3 separate regions of the Mus musculus genome follow, and regions 1 and 2 are each linked to region 3. A link is a contact called in public promoter capture Hi-C data. All regions are on one chromosome and are shown on one strand. Each heading gives the region's core, a stretch centred on a gene start, on an enhancer-like site or on the middle of the called end of the contact. The rest is flanking DNA. Distances are from core to core; before and after follow the strand shown. Region 1 holds the start of Nup160 (nucleoporin 160). Region 2 holds the start of Ndufs3 (NADH:ubiquinone oxidoreductase core subunit S3). Region 3 holds the start of Ssrp1 (structure specific recognition protein 1).

What was found. Promoter capture Hi-C pulls out the DNA fragments that hold promoters and counts their contacts.
Region 1: a promoter capture Hi-C map of pre-B cells shows a contact between it and region 3. The contact joins the promoter of Nup160 here to the promoter of Ssrp1 in region 3. A contact is called at or near these places in 4 of 39 promoter capture datasets (cranial neural crest, frontonasal cranial neural crest, pre-B cells and 1 more) and 1 of 484 Hi-C or Micro-C datasets (CD8 T cells).
Region 2: a contact with region 3 is called in a promoter capture Hi-C map of pre-B cells. The contact joins the promoter of Ndufs3 here to the promoter of Ssrp1 in region 3. A contact is called at or near these places in 4 of 39 promoter capture datasets (cranial neural crest, maxillary cranial neural crest, pre-B cells and 1 more).

What each region holds. Positions count from the first base shown.
Region 1 is chr2:90,675,556-90,678,647 of GRCm38.p6, forward strand. Nup160 (nucleoporin 160) reads left to right here and starts at 1,660. Exons shown (of 37, transcript NM_021512.2): 1 at 1,660-1,915.
Region 2 is chr2:90,903,439-90,906,370 of GRCm38.p6, forward strand. It overlaps Ndufs3 (NADH:ubiquinone oxidoreductase core subunit S3), which reads right to left and starts at 1,283. Exons shown (of 7, transcript NM_026688.3): 1 at 1,146-1,283; 2 at 985-1,050. The coding sequence starts at 1,209. Kbtbd4 (kelch repeat and BTB (POZ) domain containing 4) reads left to right here and starts at 1,302. Exons shown (of 4, transcript NM_025991.4): 1 at 1,302-1,471; 2 at 2,228-2,845. The coding sequence starts at 2,257.
Region 3 is chr2:85,035,644-85,038,707 of GRCm38.p6, forward strand. Ssrp1 (structure specific recognition protein 1) reads left to right here and starts at 1,477. Exons shown (of 17, transcript NM_182990.4): 1 at 1,477-1,685; 2 at 2,151-2,326; 3 at 2,710-2,895. The coding sequence starts at 2,273. P2rx3 (purinergic receptor P2X, ligand-gated ion channel, 3) reads right to left here and starts at 191. Exons shown (of 12, transcript NM_145526.2): 1 at 1-191.

The DNA of each region.
Region 1 (3,092 bases), core at 410-2,909, 5.6 Mb after region 3:
TTCAGGAAGAAAGGAAACATCTTTAGACCATGACACAGGCATCTCAGACACTGCTTGCCTGGTTGTCCTGTGATATTTCAGCCATATCTTTACTGTAACTATCTTGTATAATAATTACCATACCTTACCATTATCTCTACTTCCCCTTTGCAACCCCCACTAAACTGAGAGAAACTCAAAAGCAGAAAACTTGAAATTTTTGTAGTGTTTAAAGATATTTTAGTTGGGTGGTGGAGAAACACCTTTAATCCAGCACTCGGGAGGCAGCAGGCAGGTGGATTTCTGAGTTCGAGGCCAGCCTGGTCTACTGAGGGAGTTACAGAACAGCCAGGGCTACACAGAGAAACCCTGTCTCGAAACACAAGAAAGACAAGGTATCTGGCTGCTTAGCCTATTTTGGGGGATCATTATAACCCAGTGCCCAACATGCAATCAAGACTGAAAAAATAAGTGTGGGACAAACCAATATGCTTCCAGGAACTGGAAAGCTACTTACTATGATTAATAGAACAGCATGAAGATAAAAACCAATATTTAAAAATCTAGAGAAATAGAAAAAAATAATAAGCCCTTTGCACTGTGGCTAGATCTCAAGTCATTGCTATTATCACTTTTGAAAGTCACTGGCCAAATGACAGGAAACCACATTCCTGGAACCCCCGAAATAAAGTAATTACATTGAAAGTGCTCACTGAAAAATAACACTAATTTCCACTGAAAGAAATTATTCCACTGAATAATTCAATAATTTCCATCGAATTACCACCCAAAAAAAGTCACTAAGTTCGGGCAATGTAAAGTGTTACTGTTAACTTACTGCAATTCACCTTGAATTTACTGTAACATGAACCAAAGGTCAAAGACAGCTTGAAGCTTGGAAAACATCACATCTCAAGTTCTATTCAGCCATAAACAAGAAGAAAATCATATCGTTTGAATGAAAATGGTTACGTTGGGGATCATCATTATTATTAATAAAGGAAGGCACAAAAATGCAAAATCTAGATTTAAATATATGTATACATGACATAAAAGGGGAGGGGAGGACTATTATTTGGGAAGAGGAAGGGGAACAGTAAGAGGGAAAGGGAGGACAAGATTTGCTAACAGGTGAATGTGAACAAAGTAGGCTAAAGTACATGTATGAAAATGTCATATGATGTCCATCATTTGTAAAATGAATAATAACATTAATAAAAAAGCAAACACACACTCTAATAAAATCTTCTGCCTACGTCTGTGAGACAGGGTTTGATGTAACCTAGGCAGGCCTCACACTTACTATGTTGCTGAGACTAGCCTAGAATGCCTCCACCCTCCAAGCACCCAGGATGACAGGTGTGGGCCACTATTCCCAGCTTCATCATGGACCCCCCATCACCCTCCTTTGCCCTTCTTCCCAACTAGTTCCTCTTCCACTTTCATGTCTTTTCTATCTGTGACCCACTGGGTTTAATTAGAGTTGCTTGAATGAGCATGGGAGGGAGTCTTATTTATAGGAGCACCGGCAACTAACCAGCAAATACACCACTGGAGAAAATTACTCCTCCCTCACAGCAGCCACTGACTTTACCTACGGCTCCTCGGGGAGCGATGGGGCCTCAAAGTCCAACCCCCACCACGGAATGTTGACAGGCCCTGTCTTTTGTGTAGGTAACCACAGTTATGATCTCACGAGAGCAGCCACCATGCTGTGTCCAGGAGGCAGTGTCGTTACAGCACACCTTCCCGTTCATCTTGCATTCTTTCTGCCTTGATAGAGATTTTGAATATGTGGGGGAAATGACACTAACAACAAGTTCCCCAAAACATATCTCATTCACCTAGACCAGGCTGGCCTTAAATTCAGAGATCTACCTGCATTTGCCTCCTGTGTGCTGGGGTTCAAGATGTGTGCCACCAAGCCGCACAACAGGTAATCTTTTAAAAAAATATTTTTTAAATTGTGTGTGTGTGTGTGTGTGTGTGTGTGTGTGTGTGTGAGCTTCCCTCTCAAAAAAAAAGTCTCTGAAGCAGAGATTTACACACAGGAAGGAGCACACAGTGTGCTCACAGAACAGCATTGCTAGGGGAGTGAAGAAAGCAGGATTAGGCAGAGAAAACTGAACTGAAATTGACCAGGATGGACCTAGATGGAAGCAAGGGACCAGGACCTTAGGCTTCATCTTGATCCACTGAGATGCATCCACTGAGTGCAGACATAACTCCCTTTTTGCCAAGTACAGAAGGACAGGGGTTAGCAGGGCTCTAGGGGAGACTTTATCTTAGTGAGATTTAGAGGAGTAATTTAGTAAAAATGGAAAAATTAAAGATGCTAAAATGAGGAATAGACCGAAGGTCAAGGTAGGGAGGGTGTCTCTCTATAAGTTCAGACACAGTTCAATGTACAGAAACAGAAGCATAAGGCTATAATTGCTGGTAGGAAAATATGGTTGCAGGGCAAGTTGTCTTCTTTTGTGAGGAATGGGGACGTCAAGACAGTTTCTGTTGCCCTGGTTGTCCTGGAACTCACTCTGTAATGCAGGCTGGCCTTTAACTCACAGAAACCCACCTACCTCTGCCTCCTGAGTGCTGGGATTAAAAGCTGCTTTTTGTTTGATTTGAGCCAGGGTTTTAGGCAGCCTCAGGCTGGCCTTGATCTTGACATAAATTGGAGGATAATCTTGAACTCCTGATCTACTTGCTTCCAAAAGCTGCTGTCAGTGTGCCACTATGCCCACTCGGCCGACTTCAGAGTAAGCTAAGAATGAGTGGGGGTGAGGGCTGGAGACATGGCTCAGCGGTTAAGAGCACCGACTGCTCTTCCCAAGGTCCTGAGTTCAAATCCCAGCAACCACATGGTGGCTCACAACCATCCGTAATGAAATCTAGCGCCCTCTTCTGGTGCATCTGAAGAGAGGTGTGGGCAGTGACAATCACGAAATAGTCATTAAGGCAATAAATGGTCAAGGGAAATGCAATTGCTGGGGCAGAATTATGGAACTTCGCAATGTTGTGATTCTGATGGAGTTGCCAACGAACATGTTCAGCTGTAAGCCTGAAGTTGTAGTTTAATTTATTTACTCATTCATTTACAAAGTCTCACTATGTAG
Region 2 (2,932 bases), core at 33-2,532, 5.9 Mb after region 3:
TGAAGACAGCTGCAGTATATTCACATACATAAAAAAATAAAAATATCTTTAAAAAAAAAGAAAAAGAAAAAACTCAGAGTGCAACACCATTTCTCTTTCTCGGTCCATACACTCTTGTTACTGTGTTGGGCAATCTTTGCTTCTTTTCTCCACTGTTCCACAGCTGTTCCTCACTTCCTGTACTCATGGTAACAATGCAACAGTGGCAGCTCCTCTCTCAGACTCAGAGCTCTTTAAGGATGGAAACCAGACTTCTGTTTCTCTTTCCCTTCTTGGTACTTGTTTATACCAAGTTCTTAATCAGAGAACTTCAGGGCTGAAGGACCCTGAAAGATTACCTCATTGCCCATACTCTATCCCCTGTCACTTTGTGTAATAGATGTCCTGGAATGAAAAGAAGCTTTCTATTTCCCAGTGTGATTCTGTTGACTGAACATAAAATCACCACAGGGTCATTCAAGTACTTGAGCACCCACACATCACAGAATCAAGGATTAAGTATTTTCTGCACTTGGAAACAGACCTGCTTTGTCGTTCACTGGAACTGTGACTGAATAATTTAATTATCTGGACCGCTTCATGATCTACATCTATATGGACAGTAAAACGTTATGCGTCTCATCAGGCTCTTATGAAGTCCAAGGTGCCTAGTAAATACTAAATTGATGTGAGCTACAATTATTTTGGACTTTGAGTCTCAAAAGTTTTTGTTACCTGCGCTCAAAGACAATTTCATCGGAGGACAAAAAAAAAAATCAAATCCTGATAACGAGCAAAAGGCGATCAAGATCAGAAGGGAACAAATATCTAGGGCACAGGAAGTGCTCGATTCTAACAGCAAAGTGGAGACCATAGCAATCTCCAAGGACAAGCAGAGATTTGCCAGGAGGGAAGGACATTCCAAGGCAAGGACAAACATCTGACAGAAACAACGAAAGGCCCCAGCTAACGTTGGGGGAAAAAGCGCCATCCGCACATACTCACGGCGCTTGTCAGCCGCCGCGCTCTCCCTTCTTACGTGCTGCCACAGCACGGAGGGTCGCCCAGCCCCTGCACAGGGAGAGAAAAGGCACAAAGGCGCGGGTGAGACTCGGGGAGGTCTCCGTGCTGCCCGTGGTCTCAACCTGCTGCTGTTCCTTGCTCACCCCTGCCTACGGAAGCGGCCCCCAAGAGCCCACGACACCAGACCCTGGCTGCAGCCGCCGCCATGTTCCTTAGTGTGCCGACTAAGTAGCCGGAGAACACACGCAGGCCACGGAGCCCCAAGGGCACGGACCGGAAGTGGAAATGTGCAGTGACTCTTCTTCCGGGCGGACGCGGGGCGGGAAGCAGAGGTTCCGGATCTGAGCCCTGGCATGAAAGGAGGTATCGCAGGTAAGAAAGACCCGCAGGTGGGGAAACCGTGAGGTGTACGTAGCCCTATCTCGGTACAGCGGAGGCCGAAGAGAAGAAGACGCAACGAACCGCACCGGTGAGAGAAAGGGAAAGGGTGGGCGTTCTGGGTTCTAAGTTCTACACCGCGCCGGCTCTTGAGCTAAGCTTTTTTAATGGGGGGCGGGGTGGGGGGGGGAGACGATGGACGGTTTCCTTGGAGACCGTTTCCTAGGCGACTCCAGGTGGCACGGTCAGATTGCACAGGGTTATGGACTTCCTTGTGCCCCCGGCCGGGGACGGCTGGGCTCTCAAGGGCTTCTTTAAGAACTCACTGGAGCGAGAGGTAAGTAAGAAACAGCAGCTTAGAAAAGAGTAAAAGTGGAAGTCCAGGCCCAAGCCTCAGTATTGGGGGGTCTGCACTCTTATGTCCAGGCAAAGAGGGAATGTAACAACAATACCTGGATGTCTTAGTTTGGCCTAATTATGCTTCTCCAGAGTCTCATTAGTTGTATATCCAAATTATTTGGTTTTAAGATCATAGGCTTCCTCCTTCGTCTTTTTCATGAGCTAACCTAAGTCCCAAGTCTTTTGTTACATCACGATCAGGAATATCCAATTTTACCTCAAGGAAAAACAACAGAGTTGGAACTTTTAATTGAATTCATTGGAGGAGAGGCCCCACTGCAGGAAAACTGGAGGAATGGCATAGGCCACATTGGCAAGACCAGGAATAAGGCCATTCTGGACCCACTTTGCTCCAGTGTCTCCCTTCTCCCTGTCTTGACTTGGACAGTTGGATTCATGGACTGTGTCTGTGAATTACCCAAATACTTAGGGTGATATTGCTTTGCAGATAGTTGGCAAAGAGAGAAGTTGGCTACCATGGAGTCACCAGAGGAGCCTGGAGCATCCATGGATGAAAACTACTTTGTGAACTATACTTTCAAAGACCGGTCTCACTCAGGCCGAGTGGCTCAGGGCATCATGAAACTGTGTTTAGAGGAGGAGCTCTTTGCTGATGTCACCATTTCAGTGGAAGGCCGAGAGTTTCAGCTGCACCGGCTGGTCCTGTCAGCTCAGAGCTGCTTCTTCCGATCCATGTTCACATCCAACCTGAAGGAGGCTCACAACCGGGTGATTGTGCTGCAGGATGTCAGCGAGTCTGTTTTCCAGCTCCTAGTTGACTATATATACCATGGGACTGTGAAACTTCGAGCTGATGAGCTGCAGGAAATTTACGAGGTGTCAGACATGTATCAGCTGACATCTCTCTTTGAGGAGTGTTCTCGGTTTCTGGCACGCACGGTACAGGTGGGCAACTGCCTGCAGGTGATGTGGCTTGCAGATAGACACAGTGACCCCGAGCTCTACACTGCTGCCAAGCACTGTGCCAAGACCCACCTGGCCCAGCTGCAGAGCACAGAGGAGTTCCTCCACTTGCCCCACCATCTACTCACTGATATCATCTCAGGTAAGCTCACGAAAGGGCTTACCACACCTAACTGGGCAAGAGTCATGTTCAGCAGATGGTCTGGCTCAGGAGAACCCCAACTTTATG
Region 3 (3,064 bases), core at 227-2,726:
GCACTCTGTCTACTGTTTCTATTCTGTTCTCTTACGCGGCATCTCTATCCCAGCTCACCAGCTGCTTTGTATTCTCCAAAGCCCCTTGTAACTGCCCACTCTTGAGTTAGCTCATCTGCCTGAGCCAAGAACTCCACTCTTGAGTGTCTGTCGATTTCTATCTAATAGCACAAATAGGGAGAAAGGGTTCTTGACAGTTCTGTGTCTCCTGGGAGGAAGACACGCATTTCTTACCATCTCCTCCTCTCTGCCCTCCAGCATCTCATTATGTTGTCTAACTTGTTATGTTGCCATGTTTCAAATTCACAATCCTCCTGCCCCAGTCTTTGAGTGTTGTGATTACAGATTTGTAATACTACAAAGCGGAAAGTCGCTTATTTCTAACTCTAGTTGGTTGCAACTCTTCAAGTTGCACAGAAATTACTGAACTCCCTCTCTTTTTAAACCCCGAAGTTATTAAAATCTTTTGTTAGGGTATGTGCTCCTAAGAGGCTGGGCTATTTTAACGATCTTCAACAGTTTTGTCAGATCCTAGAAACGTGCTGCATTAATAGGTTTTCATTATGTCTTAAGCCCAGTTTGACTTAGCTAAATAGTGCTAGCAATGATAGTGGTTAAAGCCACAAGCACCGAATGACAAAACACATTTTTATCTATATCATATCCCAGGACTGAGTTAGCAAGTCAGTGCAGTGATATTTCAGGGAAACTGTGGGCTTATCCTGTCTTTGTGTAGGACATATGCTAGCAATCACTCTAAACCCTGAACCCTCATGATTATAAAAGGCTGATGTTAAAGAGTCTGTGTTCTAGGTTCCAGTTTTGATGGTAATGGACTGACACCCAGTCGCAAATCTTTTGTGGTCTCATTTTTCTCATCTGTAAAATGAGATAAACTCAAGCATCTCTGTCAGACCTGGCTTCAGATTTTGCAAGATGCACTCCGGTGCTATGTGAGGCCATCCGGGCTTCTGCCAACGTAGGCTGATGTGATTTCAAGTAAGTTCTAGCTCAAAGGTAAATCCGACACCACCACTTGAATTTAATGCAGCCATCTGCTAGGCTCTTCCTGAGAACCCACAAATTAGGGATATGGACAGGATAGTGTTGGGGGTAGGTGAACTCACTGCAGAAAGGATCTGATCTACTTGCCAGGGTACAGCTGGAAAGCAAGCACAATCGCCGACACCCGCATCTCCTTTGCAGCTAGTGGGGCTACACCTCTGTATTTTTCTTGTTCAACAGACTCCTTCCCAGATTATTTCACAGGAGGGAGGGGCGTGCATGATTCCAACAAACATACAAACCTGAACACCTAATAAAACCGCATAATTTCCCTTCGGAATCTAGTCTTTGAAGAGCAGCTTGTAACTTTCTAAAGAGTGTTCCCGTTTTCTAGTCAAGAATTCAGCCGCGTGGGATTCCATAGCAAGCCTCTCGCTTTAGCCGACCAGGGGGAGTGCCGACGCTCTAGGCGAATGTACCCGTTGGTCGGCCCGGATGATGCCGTTCTAGCCAAGTCTTCCTCTCTATGGTCCGTGCGCGACTTCCGGTGGCGGGACGCGGGGCTGCGCACGCGGGAAAAGCTTCCCCGGCATCCCTTCCCCCGCATCCCTACCCCCTCCCCTGCGTCCCCCTGCGCCCACCGCCCTCACTGTGCCGTCGCGAGGCTGCAGCTCTTAGAGGTGGGTGGTCGCGATCCCTGGGCCCCTGGTGTGCATGGGCCCCGCTCCCCCGCGGGACGATCGGAATGGATCGATCCGCGTTCAAATTCGCGGGCAATGGGCGAATCCATTTTAAAAGAAGGGGGAGAAACGTAGATTCACGCGGGGCCCCGGGGTGGTGGGGTCTCTGCGATCAGGACACTACCCTCTGAGCGGAGTTGAGGTGCGCTCTCTGAGCGGGTCTCAGGTTCCGCCGATTGTTGCCGTGCCTGTCCGTGGAACGTACCGAGAGGGTGTCGGGTTGGGGTGTAAGCGCCACTATAGGCCTGGTTCTGCACCTAGGGTCCTGGGCCTTGGCCTCAGGAGCCCTGCAGAACGGGTCAGTAAGATCCCCAGGCAGCAAAGAACTTGAGACATACCAGGTACATGGCTGAGCGGAGTAAGGTGGCGTTGTTTCTTGCTTATCAGTCTCCTTCCCGAATTCAGATTCCCACCCTGCTGGACATCTACACAACTAACCAGGAATTGGGGCACAGCATCCAGAGAAGGGTTCGTTTTCTCTGGTGCAGCCTAGGGCTGTGTGCTCAGGCCACCACGGGCAGGTGAACATGGCAGAGACATTGGAGTTCAACGACATCTTCCAGGAGGTGAAAGGGTCCATGGTGAGAATGGCTTGGGCAAAAGAAAGGCAGAGAGGGGGAAAGAGTTCGAATCTATGAACGAAAAGCTTAACTCTGACTACTTTTTTGGAAACAGTGTATCAGTGTGTCCCCCAAGCGAAAACGTGAGCAAAGTCTCAAAGAGTTGCAAGATGTTGAGTTTGTTGAGTTGTATTAGAAAACCAGGAAACTGGGGCCCTTACAGGGTTTCTGATGCCAGAGCCAAGCTTGCAGTCTAGACTTAATGTCTGTTGTGTCTTTTAACTTGATTTCACCACGACCGCTTTTCAATTGATACTCTGGCCATCCTGCATCCCATGGGTAAGGGGTAGAAAGGATCCACTACACACTACCCTGTTCTGATTTTGGGTCTGTATTTTGGGCAGAATGATGGGAGGCTTCGATTGAGCCGTCAGGGTATCATCTTTAAGAACAGCAAGACGGGCAAAGTGGACAACATCCAGGCTGGGGAGTTGACAGAAGGCATCTGGCGTCGGGTAGCATTAGGCCATGGGCTTAAACTGCTCACAAAGAATGGGCATGTCTACAAGTACGATGGCTTCCGCGAATCGGTGAGCGATCTTGTTCTGTGACCCACTTTCTTTGTAACTGCCTTGTCTTTTTTTATTTTTAATCTTCTAGAGACAGTTGGCGTTTCTCTGATAATCATGTTACTGCTCATTTGGGTTCCTCGAAGCAAGGCTGTTGGAGACTATTGAACAAAACAAACAAACAAAAAAA